Regions from separate parts of the Sus scrofa genome. Here region 2 is linked to region 1. A link is a contact called in public HiChIP or PLAC-seq data. All regions are on one chromosome and are shown on one strand. Each heading gives the region's core, a stretch centred on a gene start, on an enhancer-like site or on the middle of the called end of the contact. The rest is flanking DNA. Distances are from core to core; before and after follow the strand shown.

Region 1 (2,742 bases), core at 217-2,716:
AAAGTTTTTCAAGAAATAAAGAAGGGGACACTTTAATTCTTTTTATGTTTTACTCCATGACAATACTAAAAAAAGACATTATAAGAAAACAAAATTACGGAGGAGTTCCCGTTGTGGCGCAGTGGTTAACGAATCCGACTAGGAACCATGAGGTTGCGGGTTCGGTCCCTGCCCTTGCTCAGTGGGTTAACGATCCGGCGTTGCCGTGAGCTGTGGTGTAGGTTGCAGATGCGGCTCGGATCCAGTGTTGCTGTGGCTCTGGCGTAGGCTGGTGGCTACAGCTCCGATTGGACCCCTAGCCTGGGAACTTCCATATGCCGCGAGAGCGGCCCAAGAAAATGGCAAAAAGACAAAAAAAAAAAAAAAAAAGAAAAAAGAAAACAAAATTACTAACCAATATATGCTGTAAATATCGATGCAAAAATTCTTTAAAATATATTAACAAATTGAATCCAACAATATATAAAAACAATAATGTTTCATGACCAAGCGGAACTCATACTAGGAATGTAAGGTTAGCTTAGCATCTGAAATTCAGTCAATGTCATTTATTATATTAACAGAAGAAAAAAAACATATATGGTCATCTCAATAGATGCAGAAAAAGGTGTTTGATAACGGCTCTCGAATAACCAAAACAACTTTGAATAGAAATAAGACTTACACAGCCTGATTTCAAGACTTACCATACAGCCATTATAACCGAGAGTATTACACAGGTATAAAGATAAATATGTAGACTAGTGGAGCAGAACAGAGAGTCCTTAGACAGACCCACATCTATATGTTCAATTAATCTATTACAAATGTGCCAAAGTAATTCTAAGGAGAAAGACCAGTCATTTCAACAAAAGGTGATGGAACAACTAAATAGTCATACGTAAAAAGAACAGAAACATCAACCCTTTCCTTATAACAACCCAAAAAATTATTTCAAGATGGATTATAGGGAGTTCCCATCATGGCTCAGCTGAAATGAATCTGACTAGTATCTATGAAGATGCAGGTTCGATCCCTGGCCTCGCTCATTGAGTTAAGGATCCAGTGTTGCTGTGAGCTGTGGTGTAGGTCACAGACGTGGCTGGAATCTAGAGTTGCTGTGGCTAGGCAGTTACAGCTCCAATTCAACCCCTAGCCTGGGAACTTCCATATACCACAGGTGTGCCCCTAAAAAAAATGGATGATAGACCTAAACATAAAAGCTAAAACTATATAATTTCTAGAACTAATATAGAAAAAATTACAATAATTTCACTATAAGAATAATTTGTATAATTTCCCAAGCAAAAATTGGCAGCAGGGACCATTATCAAGAGAGAAACAAGACTGAACTTTGATACTAAGTATTTGAAGTCTAAGCTAGAGCTCTTATGGGCCCTTGATAAGCCCAGATATATACACACAAGGCTGATATTCAGTAAGTACTGATACAGCCATTTCCGCTGTTAAATTGCAGAAATACTTCTTCCCTGAGCCGATAAATAGATGCTGTCGTCATTGCTCAAGTCTCCTCCCACACACATATGAAGCACATTTGTTTTCCCCTTAAACACCTAGCCAGTACTAGCGTTCATTTCATCTGTCAGTACCTATGGTGTATCAATTGTTAAAACTCCCTGGGGTCAGTGTGTGCCAATTCACACATATAGGCAAATACTGCTGGGAGGATGGACTTTTCAGTTCACCCTGTGGCCTAGTAATAAAAGGAAACAAGAGATGTGTGCCATTCTCTCCTATTGTTTGTAGATATTTTGCTCAGATAAACAAATGTAGGCATACCTGGTAACCATACACTTAACACACAGATGCTACTAACAGGGAAGAAACAAAAATGACAACTTCCTTCCAAGTATGAAATAAACGTTTAATTTAAAGCTCATTGAATCATTTGGTGCTTCACATTTTTATGAGGCAAAGGGACTTTTGCAACACCTGGTTTAAGTTCTCTAAAAATATTTAAAGTTGAAGCTTTCACCTCATTAGAAGACTTAAACTGTCAGTGAACTAGTCTGAAAATCTCATTTGTAACCTATCGGGATCATTCCCCTTTAAGAATCCTCAGAGTAGCGCAGAAATTATCACAACATCGTAAATCAACTATACTTCAATAAAACTTATTTTTAAAAAATCCTTGGGGCCATCTATCAGTTTTATCATCTGTTAGAGGAAGAAAAAGGGTGATGTGCCAAGTAGTTAGTAGTTGTTTCTAATCAATGTTTAGGAAAACGGACACTGTTGCCACATATATATTAATACAAATTAAGATGTTCCTTTTTCACCATGGCAATGTGGATATGGAGGTTCTTCTCCAGATACTTTGTACAACAATTTAAATTTTTTCTTTTCCTCTCTCCAGGTTCAAGGTCCACTTCACTGCTCATTTGCTTGCTTTGTTTTTCTTTGACTGTAGTGACACCTAATGTCAGCATCAGAGAGTACCTTCCTCTCAGCCCCACAAACTTCCCAACTGACTGAGCTCTTCTGATTATAACCTCACTTTCTCTGCAGATGGAATTCACCAGAAAAATTTGTTTGGCCATGAAAAATATGACTGAAGCCGAGATAAAAGTGTTTAAAATGAAAGTAGAATTAGTACTTAAAACTACAAGAATCATACATTTTCAAAATGAGCTGTTTCTTGAAGGAAATCTCACCTTTACACAAGTATACATTTTTGGAAAATACCTAAAACACTACCATAAGTCTATCCTATTGATAGTGCTTCCTTACTGAGTTTCTGGG
Region 2 (2,778 bases), core at 238-2,737, 200 kb before region 1:
GCTTGGGTCCAATCAGATTCCACAAACATAGATAGTTATCTAAAGTGAATGCACCCAGACTCTCCTCACTATAAAAGAAGCCATGAATAGATCAAGGTAGATTGGGTGGAAATGGACATTTTACTATTGGGTCAGCGGGTTTAAGCAAAATGCATCCCTGCCACCTTAAATCTGACTTCATGAAGTGGGCAATGGATATCAGAAATCTGGTCCTTTTCCTGATACTTAAGTTAGTTTTGCCTCATTTTGTGCTAGTACGGTATATGGCATACAGCAAGTGCCAAATGTTGAATGAACTTTTTACATCATTAAAAATAGTTAACAAGACTAAAATGCAACCCAAATCTTCCTACCAGGAAAAAAAAAATTCAGCTTTAAGATACAGACAAATGTTTGCTGATGAAAACATTATAACTACATTAATAGCTAATTTAGAACAAGATAATTTTAAAATCAAAATGTCATCATTTTACCATAAGTGAAAACAAGGAAAAAGATTATACTTGACATTCTTCCTTACTGCGTGGGTGGATTCTTGAGTTTTTCATGGGATGTTGTCAATGACATTTTAATACGGTTTGATCATATCATATTATTATACGAAGCAATAATCAGTTTAGTAGATCAAGAACTAATCAACAAAAGGAGGAAATGTCTATGTGGACCTGGTTCTCATCATTCTTTTCCCCTACATGACCCACCAGTGGAAATCCTTTTTTGGTTCTATGAGTTGGTTTATGGATAGGAAAGAAACAGGAAGAAAGGAACAGATATCACATGCAATTGCATCCACTGCGTTATAAAGATTGCTAAATAGCATTAGTTAATAGTATGAATACTATAATTTCCTACAAAACTGCTTGTTGATCTCAGCCCAAATTCTCCCTCCTTAAAGGAGCCTTCTTTCATTGCACTTTCTAAATGCTACTCCCCTACTCATAGCATACTTGCTCCTAGTTCAACCTATTTTGTTATCTCCATAGCACTTATATTTTGAAGTATTTTTTGACTTGTTTATTGTCTGCCATTTTATCCACAATAAGTTCCAAATCAGTAGGAAAATTTTATGCCATATTCACTACATGGTAAGTGTTCGATAAATATTTGCTAAAAAAATTATGAAGGATTTAATATTTTTAGATTATCAAAGTGACCATATGAAAATTGAAAAACAGGTTCTTTATTTCCAAGTATCTCTGTTTGAAATATATTTAAGCATCAGCCTACCCCTGATACACTCTCTGAGCATTGCTACCCTACCCCAAACCAGGGATGGTGTGGGACATGGGAACATGGGAGGTTCAGGGGTAGGGTAAGTTGGAAGGGATACTAATATGTCTTTCACAACATTTTTTTTCTAGTTGGTAACATAAAAGCAGAAGTTTGATGTTTTGTTTTGTAGACCACAGGAAACTACTGATGAACTCAGCTAAGAGACTAAATTCTTCAGACTCCCTGGGGAGAGCTGCCAAGCAGAAGTCATCGTTTGTTTCTTCCAAGAGTGCCTTTTACAGTAGGTTGACTCAGCTGGGAAGGGAACTCTTTCGCCCTTTCCACCTTCCTCCTCTGCATTCTACAGAAAAGACAGCTCTCATGGCTAGAACTCATATATGTAGTGGTAAGTCTAGAAACCACAGAAAGAAGGGTGATGAGAGTGGTCTGGGCCAGTGATGATATCATAGGACCACCATACTAGCCCAAGATTGCTACCACTGAAATGTTTTGAGAGAGAAAATAATTTTTTCTGCCACTGTTATTTTTTTCCCTATCCTATTCAGCCAAATCCATCTTATCATCACATCATTAAAAGAGTTCCCTGGTGGCTCAACAGGTTAAGGATCCAGCATTGTCACTGCTGTGGCTCAGGTCACTGACATGGTGAGAGTCAAATCCTCAACCCAGGAACTTCCATGTGCCAAGTGTGGCCAAAAACAGAAAAGGGTTAAAATTAAATAATTAAAATTATCAATTGAGTCCAATCTGTCATGTTAAAATGGCACTCCATATCTATGTGTTCTATGTCCATGGAGGCAACCACTGCAGAGCAGAAAAAAAAATTCTAGAAAGTTCCAAAAAGCAAAACTCGAATTTTTCATATGCTAGCAACTATTTACATAGCATTTACTTTGTATTAGATATTACAAGTAATCTAGAGATGATTTAAAATATACGGGAGGATATGTGTAGATTATACACAAATATAATTTTACATAAGAAACTTGAGCATTCTCAGGTGTTGGTAGGCAAGCTGGGGTGGAAGGGAGTGGGGTTGTTCTTGGGACCAATTGCTTACAGATTCTGAAGGACAACTATATCTATGTACCGTATACTTTTTCACAAAGTTTTCAATATGCATACCTCATTTGTCATTTTGATTCTTAAAATATACCTCTTAAGTTAGTTAAACATATCCATTTAACAGATGAGAAAATAAAAATATGTAGGTTAAGTCATGTATCCAACGTTCACAATGGGTAAATTAAAAAAACATATCATTTGAATTTTAGCCCAGAGCTGTTTCCAGTACCATATGTTGCCAATTGCTATAATGTGTATCAAAATGTCAGAATTACTACTTAATGTTGCTTAATGATATTTGTAGTATACTTTTTGAGAACAGATAAGTCATCAAATGATTTTTTAAATATTTTTATAAATTATGAGATTTCCACAGGAAAAAATATATACAAAATAAATATTGTAGCCAAAGAACAAGTTTCCTATATTTTAGTTATTGAGAAGGTAAATGTATTCAATGCAATAACATGGCTAATTAAC

The links. HiChIP or PLAC-seq counts read pairs in DNA pulled down with a chosen protein or histone mark.
Region 2: an H3K27ac HiChIP or PLAC-seq map of alveolar macrophages shows a contact between it and region 1. The contact joins two enhancer-like sites. A contact is called at or near these places in 1 of 47 Hi-C or Micro-C datasets (embryonic fibroblasts) and 1 of 2 datasets of contacts at active chromatin or transcription factors (alveolar macrophages).

The regions. Positions count from the first base shown.
Region 1 is chr9:86,124,020-86,126,761 of Sscrofa11.1, reverse strand. All of the region lies in intron 1 of LOC102158500 (anterior gradient protein 3), which reads left to right. Among named protein-coding and RNA genes, the nearest start is that of AGR2, 72 kb to the right of the region's middle. Within about 2 kb of position 1,466, at least 4 of the 83 cell types and tissues checked have an H3K27ac peak or open chromatin away from gene starts, as enhancers often do. A contact at or near this core is called in alveolar macrophages, where this site is marked.
Region 2 is chr9:86,321,035-86,323,812 of Sscrofa11.1, reverse strand. No RefSeq gene overlaps it. Among named protein-coding and RNA genes, the nearest start is that of AHR, 190 kb to the left of the region's middle. Within about 2 kb of position 1,487, at least 9 of the 83 cell types and tissues checked have an H3K27ac peak or open chromatin away from gene starts, as enhancers often do. A contact at or near this core is called in alveolar macrophages, where this site is marked.